Linked DNA regions of Pan troglodytes: all the other regions are linked to region 3. The links are chromatin contacts, called in public Hi-C and HiChIP or PLAC-seq maps. All regions are on one chromosome and are shown on one strand. Each heading gives the region's core, a stretch centred on a gene start, on an enhancer-like site or on the middle of the called end of the contact. The rest is flanking DNA. Distances are from core to core; before and after follow the strand shown.

The links. A called contact is a pair of places that touch in the nucleus more often than the background predicts. HiChIP or PLAC-seq counts read pairs in DNA pulled down with a chosen protein or histone mark.
Region 1: an H3K4me3 HiChIP or PLAC-seq map of stem cell-derived excitatory neurons shows a contact between it and region 3, with 4 times the contacts expected there. The contact joins the promoter of ACOT7 here to the promoter of HES3 in region 3. A contact is called at or near these places in 1 of 7 Hi-C or Micro-C datasets (stem cell-derived neural progenitor cells), 1 of 1 datasets of contacts at active chromatin or transcription factors (stem cell-derived excitatory neurons) and 1 of 1 other capture datasets (stem cell-derived neural stem cells).
Region 2: a contact with region 3 is called in a Hi-C map of induced pluripotent stem cells, with 3 times the contacts expected there. The contact joins the promoter of HES2 here to the promoter of HES3 in region 3. A contact is called at or near these places in 3 of 7 Hi-C or Micro-C datasets (induced pluripotent stem cells and stem cell-derived neural progenitor cells), 1 of 1 datasets of contacts at active chromatin or transcription factors (stem cell-derived excitatory neurons) and 1 of 1 other capture datasets (stem cell-derived neural stem cells).

The regions. Positions count from the first base shown.
Region 1 is chr1:225,604,705-225,608,489 of NHGRI_mPanTro3-v2.0_pri, reverse strand. It overlaps ACOT7 (acyl-CoA thioesterase 7), which reads right to left and starts at 1,745. Exons shown (of 9, transcript XM_016953100.3): 1 at 616-1,745. The coding sequence starts at 758.
Region 2 is chr1:225,578,938-225,583,049 of NHGRI_mPanTro3-v2.0_pri, reverse strand. HES2 (hes family bHLH transcription factor 2) reads right to left here and starts at 1,785. Exons shown (of 4, transcript XM_001156221.6): 1 at 1,594-1,785; 2 at 1,425-1,520; 3 at 1,059-1,158; 4 at 1-971. The coding sequence starts at 1,638. The coding sequence ends at 691.
Region 3 is chr1:225,759,000-225,762,680 of NHGRI_mPanTro3-v2.0_pri, reverse strand. HES3 (hes family bHLH transcription factor 3) reads left to right here and starts at 1,508. Exons shown (of 4, transcript XM_016953095.4): 1 at 1,508-1,701; 2 at 1,811-1,906; 3 at 2,010-2,091; 4 at 2,606-3,681. The coding sequence starts at 1,639. The coding sequence ends at 2,979.

The DNA of each region.
Region 1 (3,785 bases), core at 496-2,995, 150 kb after region 3:
GAAGTAGACAGTATTATCTGTTTTTCCTTTCAACACCTGCCCTCCCCCAAACCGAAGCAGTGCACTGAAGACGGTAGCTCTGCAACCTCCTCCCACAGGGGCACCCACCGAGGGGCTCGCGAGGCTCTGGGCACCTCCCCTCCACCTCTGGGGGCTTTGGTTAGCGCAGCACAACCGCCGAGGTAATGATCCCGAATCCTCGAGGAGGCTAAGCAGGACCACGGGGCTGAGGCTCCGGGATGCTCGGGCGAGGCCCGAGGCGGGGCGGCCCACGGGCGCCGGGCGCCGGGCTCTGGAGCTGTGCATTGACCTCCGCCCGCCCCGTCCCTGCCTGGCTTTCTCGCCCAAACGGCCCGTGGCGCGGCCGCCGCCCTGGAGATGCGGCCAGGAGGAGCCGGCGGGAGGCGGGCGGGGCCGCCCGGCTTGTGCGGCATCGCGAGTCGCATCCCGGCCGCAGGCGGGCGGGCGTCCGGGGCGGCGGCGCGGAAGGCCGTGCGGGGAATCGGCGGGCGGGGGCGGCCTCGGCGGGTGGGGACCACAGAGCCAAGCGGGGCAGGCCGGGGGCGGTGACCGGCGCGCCTGGCCGCTGCAGGCTGCGCGCGGGCCCTCTCTTACCGGCAGATCTGGATAGCGGACGGCGTCTCGACGTCTGGGCCCGACATGCTGGGGGCTGCGGCGGCGGATGCGGCGGGCGGCTGCAGAAGGGCGCAGGTGTCTGGCAGGCCCGGCGCTGAATGAATGAGCCCGGGCCGCGCCATAAAGGGGGAGGGCAGAGGTGGAGCGATGGGGCTGGTGAGGCGGGGCCTGTGCGCCGGGGGCGAATCGAACGCGGCCTCCCCGCGCCGACCCCGCCCCCGCGCCGGCCCCACCCCAAGCCCCGCCTCCCAGGCCGCCAAGGCTGCAGAGAGCTCGCGCGGGCGTACGATTCTGGCGGCGTGAGGGCCCAGGCAGCCGCCGCTTCCAGAAGGTTCGGTGGTGGTTGGGCCGCGCCGGTGCGGGGAGGGCCCGCGAGCCGCGGCAGCCGCGCCCGACCCGGTGGCAGCCCCGAGGGAAGCGTCTGGGGCGGCCTAAGTGGCGGAGCAGGGCGGACTTGGGCCCTCACTCTCCGCGTGGCGGTAAATATTTGTGCTGGGCGTTCCCGGCCGCCCGCGCCGCCGATTCGCTGCCGCGCCCAGTGCCTGGGCGGCCGGATGAGGTCAGAGCGGAAGGCGCGGCCCGGGCGCCTGGCAGTGGGGCCTGATTCCCACCCCCGCCCCCAACCCACCCCGGCACCAGTCGCCCGCATCGCGGCTCTGGCTAAGATCGGCCCTAAGAGAGAATGGAAGGCTGTTTCCTAGAAAGGAGCATTGGTGGCGGCTGCTGGGAAGACACGGGGAATGGAACGGGCCTTTGCTTCCGCAGCACAAAGCGTCACGAGGTGGGGAGGAGGAAAGGCCCGCGACTATCTACACCGCCGGCTGCAGCTTTTACTGGGAGCGCTGAGCGCCAGCCTGGAGGTGCACGTGTTGTAGTGAGGAGCCCTGAAACATGCGTGTTTTACTGCACAAGATGTGCCCTTGAATGGAGTCCAGGCCAGTCGGGGTCACCAAAAAAAATCCACCAAAAAACACCCAAGAAGGGAGAAGCGGTCACCCCCCACGTGCTGGAATGACAGCTTTTTACTTGCTAGGCAATTGGACCTTTTCCGAATTTTCTACAATGCACATAGATTTGTACTTACATCTTTAAATTAAAACCCACGCAACTCCGGCTCCCTAGTGCAATTTGAACAACCCATTTACACTCAGCTAGGTAGCTCTGAAGGAACTGTGCCTCACCCCGGTCACCCTTGAGTTACCAGACCGTGGAGGCAGCCCACAGCATGATCTGTAGCTCCCAGAAGCAGGGGCAGTCCAAGTCAGAACTCTGTGATTTCAAGACTTTTATACTAAGAATTTTGTTTTTCTGTTTTCTTTTTTTTTTTTTTTTTTTGAGACGGAGTCTCGCTCTGTTGCCCAGGCTGGAGTGCAGTGGTGCAATCTCAGCTCACTGCAAGCTCCGCCTCCCAGGTTCACGCCATTCTCCTGCCTCAGCCTCCCAAGTAGCTGGGACTACAGGCGCCTGCCACCACGCCCGGCTAATTTTTTGTATTTTTAGTAGAGACGGGGTTTCACTGTGTTAGCCAGGATGGTCTTGATCTCCTGACCTCGTGATCTGCCCGCCTCTGCCTCCCAAAGTGCTGGGATTACAGGCGTGAGCCACCACGCCCGGCCTTCTGTTTTCTTTTTTTGATATAGAGTCTCAGTCTGTCGCCCAGGCTGGAATGCAGTGGTGTGATAGCTCACTGTAACCTCTGCCATCCAGTTTCAAACGATTCTCCTGCCTCAACCACACTGAGTAGCTGGGACCATAGGCATGCACCACCAAGTTTGGCTTATTTTTGTATTTTTAGTACAGATGTGTCCAGAATTGGTGGGTTCTTGGTCTCACTGACTTCAAGAATGAAGCCGCGGACCCTCGTGGTGAGTGTTACAGCTCTTAAGGTGGCGCATCTGGAGTTTCTTCCTTCTGGTGGGTTCGTGGTCTCACTGGCTCAGGAGTGAAGCTGCAGACCTTCACGGTGAATGTTAACAGCTCATAAAGGCAGTGTGGACCCAAAGAGTGAAAGAACAACACTCCTACAGTGTGGAAGGGGACCAGAGTGGGTTGCCACTGCTGGCTCGGGCAGCCTGCTTTTATTCTCTCATCCAGCCCTACCCACATTCTGCTGATTGGTAGAGCAGAGTGGTCTGTTTTGACAGGGTGCTGATTGGTGCGTTTACAATCCCTGAGCTAGACACAAAGGTTCTCCATGTCCCCACCAGCGTAGTTAGATACAGAGTGTTGATTGGTGCATTCACAAACCCTGAGCTAGACACAGGGTGCTGATTGGTGTGTTTACAAACCTTGAGCTAGATACAGAGTGCCGATTGGTGTATTTACAATCCCTTAGCTAGACATAAAGGTTCTCCATGTCCCCACCAGACTCAGGAGCCCAGCTGGCTTCACCCAGTGGGTCCCGCACTGGGGCTGCAGGTGGAGCTGCCTGCTAGTCCCGCGCTGTGTGCCCACACTCCTCAGCCCTTGGGTGCCGTGGAGCAGGGGGCGGTGCTCGTTGGGGAGGCTCGGGCCGCACAGGAGCCCATGGAGTTGGGGGAGGCTCAGGCATGGCGGGCTGCGGGTCCCGAGCCCTGCCCCGCGGGAAGGCAGCTAAGGCCCTGCGAGAAATTGAGCACAGCAGCTGCTGACCCAGGTGCTAAGCCCCTCACTGCCCGGGGCCGGCGGGGACGGCCGCGGCTCCGGGTGCGAGGTCCGCCGAGCCCACGCCCACCTGGAACTCGCCCTGGCCCGCAAGCACCGCTCGCAGCTCCAGTTCCCGCCCACGACTCTCTCTCCACACCTCACCGCAAGCTGAGGGAGCCGGGTCCGGCCTTGGCCAGCCCAGAAAGGGGCTCCCACAGTGCAGCGGCAGGCTGAAGGGCTCCTAAAGTGCCGCCAAAGTGGGAGCCCAGGCAGAGGAGGCGCTGAGAGCGAGCGAGAGCTATGAGGACTGCCAGCATGCTGTCACCTCTCACAGATAGGGTTTCACCATGTTGGCCAAGCTGGTCTTGAACTCCTGACCTCAGGTGATCCACCCACCCCAGCCTCCCAAAGTGCTGGGATTACAGGCCTGAGCCACCTTGTCCGGACGCAGACTTTTGTTTTCTAGTGAGAATTAAGTTGATGCAAGCATCAAGGGCCCCCAAGCCTGTTCAAACACCACCTCT
Region 2 (4,112 bases), core at 536-3,035, 180 kb after region 3:
TTGATGCTCGGGAAAACAAATCCTTCCCAAAGTCACTTAAGGAATCCCCCAGCCCCACCGCACAGACCCCCGGATGTATACTGCCCCTATAATTCTGCTCTAGGCAGAAAAGCCTAGGAGTGGAGGTGACAGCTCCCAGCCTATGCACCCTTTTGCTCTGCTCTGCTGCCCTGTAGAGCCCTGGAAGTGACCAGAGCCCTTAGGCCACTGCTGCTGCATGCCCAGAGGGTCCCAAGCAGAGCTGGGCAGGAGGTAGGCCCAGGCAGGGCTGGGAGAGCAGTGACCAGGCAGGGTGCACGGCTGCACTTTGCCCAGGTCCTGGCTCTGGCTCTGGTCTGGTGCCAGTGCTGGGGTGGGTGTGTCGGCTGCCCACGCAGCTGCGGGGTCCAGTTCCAGAACTATCTCCACCAGCTGGGATGGGGGGCTTCTTCTTCACCCTGCTGCCTCTTGTCCTTTCCTCTCCGGCCAAGTTGGGGGTGAAGCAGGGACGCTCCTTTTATTCCCTGAGCCGAGCCCCAGCCCCAGGGCTTTCAGTCTGCCACGCCAGTCACAAACATCCGGCTTCCGGCCTGGGTGTGGGTACTGGGCTGGCCCCTAATGATGGGAACAGCAGCCGCCACCAAGAGCTTCAACCTGTCCAGTGCCCCAAGGTCCCAAGCAGTCGGCAGGGTCTGTGGATCGGCCGAGGGGCTACCACGGCCGCCAGAGGCCAGGGCCGCAGGGAGGCGAGGGCGGCGAGGGCACCGGAGCGGATGCGGGCTCTGGGGCAGACGCGGGCGCTGGGGCGGGGGCAGACGGGCCACTGGAATCCCCAGCGCGCCCGCCGTCCAGGGTGGCGCTGGCCGCTCTCCGCCACAGGTGCTCCAGCAGGCGCGCGCTCACGGCGGGCTCCAGGACACGGCAGGCGGGCAGCACGCGGGCCAGGCGCGCCACACAGGCGCTGTAGCCCTCGCGGTAGCTGTCGCAAGGCACTGCGGGCGGAGAGCCGCGTGAGGCGCGGGGTAGGGTGCCGGGTGCGGGGTGCAGAGCGCGCGGCAGGGCAGAGAGGGCTCACTCACGGGGCGCTGCCGTGGGCCATGAGGACGCAGGCAGCTCCTGCAGGAAGCGCACGGTCATTTCCAGGACGTCTGCCTTCTCTAGCTTCGAGCAGTTGGAGTTCTGCGCCCGGCCACGAGGAAGAGCGACAGAGAACCACCAAGACAGAACTTTGGCCGGCTACCGTGCGCACCCTCGCTCTAGTCGGGAGCTGGGTGTGGGGCGCGCCGTGGCCTGCTGGGGGTCCGCTCCGACGCGCCCACCCCACCCAGGCTCCGCCTCGGGCGCCGCGCGGAACCCCCTGGTGGGTTCCTCCCGCAGGAGCACCCCGTCCCCCTGCCCCCGCTCCGCGCCCCAGGACCCTCTGCCCTCCGCCCGGGCGCGCTCACCTCCCGGCCCAGCAGCGGCAGGATGAGCCCCTTAAGCTGGCTCAGGCTCTGGTTGATGCGCGCGCGCCGGCGCTTCTCCAGCAGCGGCTTCAGGCTCTGCGGACGGGCGGCGCGGTGGTTAGACGGGTCCCCGGAGTCCCCAGCCCCGCCCCCAGTCCCCGGTACCCACCTTGCGCAGCTCCGCCGCGTCCCCTGCCCGGCGAGGCAGCCCCATGCTCCGCGGGAAAGCGGTGGCAGCTGCGAGCCCCACGCAAAGGAAAACCGAGGTCCGGAATGAAGTCCCGCGCGCGCCCCGGGCTGGTGCCAGACGAGTGCGCGCCCCGCCCGCGGCCGAGCTTTAAGGGAGCGGCTCGCCCGCCCCGCCCCGCCCCGCCCCGCGGAGTCCGGCCGCCCGCTGGTCCCACCTCCTGCCTTTGTTCCTGCGTAGGGTGGAGCCGGGAGGGGAGACCGCGACGCCCCCGGGGATCCCGCTCCCCGCCTTTGCGTCCTATCTACCGCGGGGTGGCGGCCCCCAGTTTTCCCCGAGCACCTGCGGTAGAGTGGTAAAGGCGCCATCGGGGGCCTTCGCTGCGTGACCCCGAGGGCAGGAGGGCCAGGTGGGGCCAGGCCTTGCCTGACTGGAGCTACGGTCCCTCCTCTCCAATGCTGCCCTTCATTCATTCCCCAGGCTCAGGTTCAGCGTCTCCTCTGAGCCCCGCCCTGGGCCGCAGCAGGGGACCCAGCGGTTACGGGAGCTCCCATGAGGGACAGCAGCGGGAGGGACTTGCACCCCCAGCTGCTTTATCGGGTGAAGGGCTGAGCTGGACGGGAAATCCGAGTTCCGGAGAAAGGTCGTGACTTGCTCCAGCCCTCGACGTTGGGAACAGGCCGAGCCTGGACAAGGGCCCCAGTCGCTGCACGCCCGGCTCTAAGGAGCCCGTAGAACCCTTCGGCGGCTTGCCTAGTTAAGAGTCTTTTGGTTACCCCACTCCAGGCTTTGGGTGGGGAAACGGAATCCTAGAGAAGCAGAGGCAGCCCTGGAGCCCTCGGAGCTCGTTTTCATTCCCACCGGCTAGGGGTCCGGGTTCTCGCCCGCAAGACAGTCAGGGCTCATGTGACGCGCGGGCAGGACAGTTTTGGGTGCGGGCCCCAGGCTGCCCGCCTGGGCCCCAGTGGCCCGCCCAGGACCGCCTTCGCGCCGCGTGGCCGTTGCTGCGGCAAACTGGCTGGCGTCCCCCGCCCATCTGCTCCGGGCTCCCCTCCCCCGACCGGCTGGCGGGGCAACGGCCACGCCCGCGAACCACACTGCGAACTGCCGGGCAGAGAGATGACTGGAGGGATCCACAGAGCCAGCCAGGAGGAGTTCCCCTATGGGGCGGGGCCAAGGAGGGCTCTGTCCAGGGTGTTGGATGAACCCCCTGTCCCCCGAACCCCACTTCCGAGCTCCACCCCTGCCGCTAGCCCCACGTCTCCCTCCTTCAGGGTTCTCGCCGCAGGGTGGAAGGCCAGCGAACACACTGAGGGGCCCGGAGAAGCCTGGGCCAGGGGAGCCCAGGCCACCCATACCTATCTGTGGCATGGGAAGGAATGTAGGCCACCTTTCATGGACACTTACTGTGTGCCAAGCTCAGGGCTTAACGCTTTAAGGCTCGCGAACCTGCATTAACCCTCTAAAAGACCTAACAAGTGAGAATAAATCATTCAACAGATTTGGCCCAGCAGGGCTTGGAGGAACCTGAGACCTTGTTCTCCGTGGTTGAGGCCAGTTTGACTCCATAGGCCTCCCCTAAGACAATTAATTGTTCTTTAAGAGCTCAAAAAACTCTGTGGATCTTTTCCCTCTCATCCCCAGGCCAAGCCACTTAGCTTGGCTGACTCAGGTCTGCACCCACAAGTCCGCCTGCAGCATCTGCATCTTGGGGAGGGACTGACCCTAGCTCCTGGGAGAAAAAGGCTGAAGGAGGAGGCTCCCCTTAGAACATCCCCCTCCAGGCTTGCGGACCACCATTTGAAGACTGAATGGCAGGGGAGCAAACACCATTTCCATTGCCAGTTACCCCCAGTTAAAAATATTTCTTCCTCTACTCTCCCATTGGGTAAAGGACTTTAACCAAGTAACCCACAGTTCTCTTCAACTCAAGGATTTTCAGGTTTTGCTGGTTACTTGGAAGGAGTGGTCTGGAATCAGAGGAACGTTAAAGACAGCTAGGTGGGCAAGTGTCGGGTGCAGGCTTTAGGGGAACTGGGGCCACCTAGGATACAGTAAGGATACACTCCACCCCTGGTCCCTACTCTTGGGAAGTGCCCTGGCCCTTGGGTTGAGGAGAAACCTGGGGTGGGCTGGGGTGAGCCCAGCAGAGGGGTGAGAGAAGCCGTCCTGGGGAGAGAATCCCTAAGCTGATAGCTGGAGGGTGGGAGACTCTAGGGGTGCTGTGGGCAGAAGGAACCTTGGGTGGAGAGGAAAGAAGAGCCCAGCAGGCTCAGCCAGGGAGTGAAAGCTTTGCCACTTCCCATCTGTGTCATCTCAGGCAAAATGCTTTAAAAAACAAAACAAGGCGGGGCGTGGTGGCTCATGCCTGTAATCTCAGCACTTTGAGAGGCCAAGGTGGGCAGATTACTTGAGGTCAGGAGTTCGAGACCAGCCTGGCCAACATGATGAAACCCCATCTCTACTAAAAATACAAAAAATAAAAAAATTAGCTAGGCATG
Region 3 (3,681 bases), core at 259-2,758:
GACGCCCCGGCCCGGCCGGTCCTGGCGCTTCAAAGCTGCCCGGCGCGTGCCAGCGCCCGCCGCCTGGTCTCGGCCCCCGCCGCCCTCCCAGGCCCGGGTCGGCCCGGATCTGGCCCGCGGGCCCTGCGGCCCGGGCTGGAGAGAGCCCCAGAGCTGCTGTTGCCGCTGCCTCGGCCTGAAAGGGGGAGGGCGTGGCGCGATTCTCCACGCTGCTTGGCGCCTGGGAACGCCGCTATCCTGGGAAGGGTAGGCGGGGGCGGGCTGGGGGGAGATGCCCCGGCTTGATAGAGCTGGGGGGCGCACCCCACCCTGAGTCCCTACACAGAAGCCGGTTTGTTCATTCCTCTGCCACAGGGCTCAGCTGCAGAATTTTTGCGACTTCCCTGTCACCCTCAGAAGCAATGGGGGCTGCATTGTTCAGAATATAATTTTACAAGCCCCAAAAACTAAAGCCATGAGGGCCCATGGGAGGTGTCTAGGTTTGAACCCAGGGAATTCCTGGAGGTCAGCCTTCCTGTCCATCACAGCAGCTACAGTTCAGCCTCCTGGAGTCCAACCAGGGGGATGGCCCCAGAGCCTTGCTGTAGGCCTAGCCCATCCTGGGGCAAGTGCTCCAGGCGCCTCCTCCACTGGGTCCGCCATAGTCTGAATCATAGATTGGGGTGCGGGCCCTGGATCTCTCGAAGTGTGGCCTGGAGCTCTTACCAGAATGTCAGTGGTCTCCTGCCACCACCACCTGTGCGTGGAGCTGACAGCAGGCTCATGGGAGTAGACTTCTAGTGCTTCTCCATGGGGACAGGGTCTGCCACCAAAGCCACCCAGCCTGGAAGCCCAGGGCTGTAAGGAAGGGAGAGGCAGCCATGTTCACCCCACCTGCCTCCTGTGGGAAGTCCGCGTTGGATCCTAGCAGTGTCAGAGAACATAGGACCCAGGCTGCACCCTCACCAGGACCCCTCCCAATCCCAAGGCTCCAGCAAGGATGAGGCTGGCTGTGGCCCCGCGGGTGGGCTGCATGCTTTAATGGGACACATGCTGCTGCATGGCCCCCGCGGGCTCAGCTTGTGCCCGGCTTTGAGCAGCCACAGGCAGAAAATTGCTGCATTGTCCCGACATTAGGGCAACTAATGCGGCGTTGCGGGTATAACCAGAGCATGAAGTGCATAAAGAGGCGTCGCCTTGGCATCTTCATCAGTCCCGAGGGAGCCCAGAGCCCTGTCATAGTCAGTGAGGCAGCCTGTGGCCAGCTGGCCCATGTACCTCCCCAGTAGGTGACCCCTGGAATGCTTGCACTCCAGGGTATCAAGGACTTGGCAAGTGGGACTGGAGAACTTATGGGGATTGGGACAGGATGGGCATGGAGGGGGTGGGCATGGCAGGGGTCCTCAGACTTGGGAAGTGGTGGAGGCCAGAGAGATAAGGAAAAGACAGATAAAGGGGGGGGTCCCTCGGGAGACGGGGGGGGGCTCCTGAAGGTGAGAGGAAGCCTAGGCTATGGGAGGGGGCTGAGGGAAGGAGGTGGGGAGCTTCCCAGTGCGTCCTCCCTCGGTCCCCTCCTCCTCAAGGTTTCTAGAGTCCAGAGGGCCTCATTGACATGTAAACGAGGGTCCCTATAAAGGCGGCGCTGCCTCGCACTGGTGCATGGACTGCAACATGGGCACGGAGCCTGCTACCCGGGGCAGCCTCCCCGGCAACTTCCGAAAGGTCTGGGGTCTTGAGGGACTAGGGGCAGGCACCCTTCCCCGGGAGGTGTGGGGGGGTGCCGAGGGCAGGAGGGTGGCAGTCCTGCACTCTAAAGGCTGTTCATCTGCAGATTTCCAAGCCGCTGATGGAGAAAAAGCGCCGGGCACGCATCAATGTGTCACTGGAGCAGCTCAAGTCGCTGCTGGAGAAACACTACTCGCACCAGGTGAGACTCAGGTGGGGTGGGGGGGGGGGTGGGTGATACGATCCCAACCTCCCTCTCTCCACCTCGGGAGGCCGGCCTAATAGACCTTTCCATGGTCGGGTAGATCCGGAAGCGCAAGTTGGAGAAGGCCGACATCCTGGAGTTGAGCGTGAAGTACATGAGAAGCCTTCAGAACTCCTTGCAAGGTATAGGGGAGGGCTGGAGGGAGGAGGGGGAGGCTTGTGGGATCAGAGCCAGGGATGCACAAGGCCAAATAAAGAGGGATGCCTCAAGGACCGCTTGACCCCGGGCTTTTGAGACCAGCCTGGGCAACATAGCAAGACAGCAAATATAAAGAGGACAACTCGGAGGCAGGTGGGCAGTTGGTGAGGAGGGGGCCCCAGCTCGCTAGGGGGCGAGGGAGGAGCAGTAAAGCCCGGGCTGGCTGTGCGATTGCAATCTGGGTGGTAGGTCTGGACCCCGGGGGAGACGTTCGGGTCGTCTGACCTCCGCCCTCCTCTTCCCTTCCTCAACACGCTTCCTCCCTCCTTTCCCCTCCACCCCCACTCCCCTCTCCTCCCTCCCTTCCTCCCCTCCCTCCCCCTTCCTCTCCCCTCCCTCCCCCTCCCCTCCCTCCCCCTTCCCCTCCTCTCCCTCCCCCTCCCCCTTCCCCTTCCCTCTTCTCCCCTCCCTGTTTCTCGCGTCCGCTCTTCCCCACAGGGCTCTGGCCTGTGCCCAGGGGAGCCGAGCACCCGTCGGGCTTCCGCAGCTGCCTGCCCGGCGTGAGCCAGCTCCTTCGGCGCGGAGATGAGGTCGGCAGCGGCCTGCGCTGCCCCCTGGTGCCCGAGAGCGCCGCCGGCAGCACCATGGACAGCGCCGGGTTGGGCCAGGAGGCGCCCGCGCTGTTCCGCCCTTGCACCCCCGCCGTCTGGGCTCCTGCTCCGGCCGCCGGCGGCCCGCGGTCCCCACCACCCCTGCTCCTCCTCCCCGAAAGTCTCCCTGGCTCGTCCGCCAGCGTCCCCCCGCCGCAGCCAGCGTCGAGTCGCTGCGCCGAGAGTCCCGGGCTGGGCCTGCGCGTGTGGCGGCCCTGGTGAAGCCCCGGGGATGGCCTGAACTGAAGGCGCTCCCTATTTGGTCTCGCGACACAGGGACTATTTTCAGCACGCCCACAGTGACTGCCAGGACCCCCGAGTCGTCCGTTCTGGTCGTGGGGCGGGGGTGGCTTGGAGAGGGCCGCGCACCCCGCAAGCGCAGGGAAATACCCCCAGCCCTGCCGGACTGGGTCTGCGCGTCTGGGCATAATCCACCCCCACTCTAGCTCCACCTACACACGCCGGACCGCTTGCTCTCCGCCCATCCTCCGGAGGGGCTGGGAGGGGGTGTCCTGGGCTGCGCCCCTTTCCCAGGGACCCCTGGCGGGCAACCCGCCCGCCCCCACCCCCGCCCGGTTGCCGCGCAGCGGTGGGAATGTCGCAGTTGGCAACAGCGCAGAGCTGACCCCTCGCAGCGAGGAGAATCGCTGCCCCGCCCCGGACCATTCAGCGGACCGCGGGCGCCCGGTTCCCACCGGCACAAAGCGCGCCTGGCCCCGCCCCGCCGGCAAGGGGCCCCCAGCCTCCCCCAGCCCGGGATCCTCTTGGCTTCCAACGACCTCCTTCGCAAGCGGTGCTGCCCACGGGGCTGGCGCATTCCCCGAGGCCCACCCTTCTCAGAAGCCCCGCCCCTAAGATGCACCGCCCCACCCGGACGCCCCGCCCACGCGGTTCCTGGAAGGGACCCATTGCTTGGTGGCACCA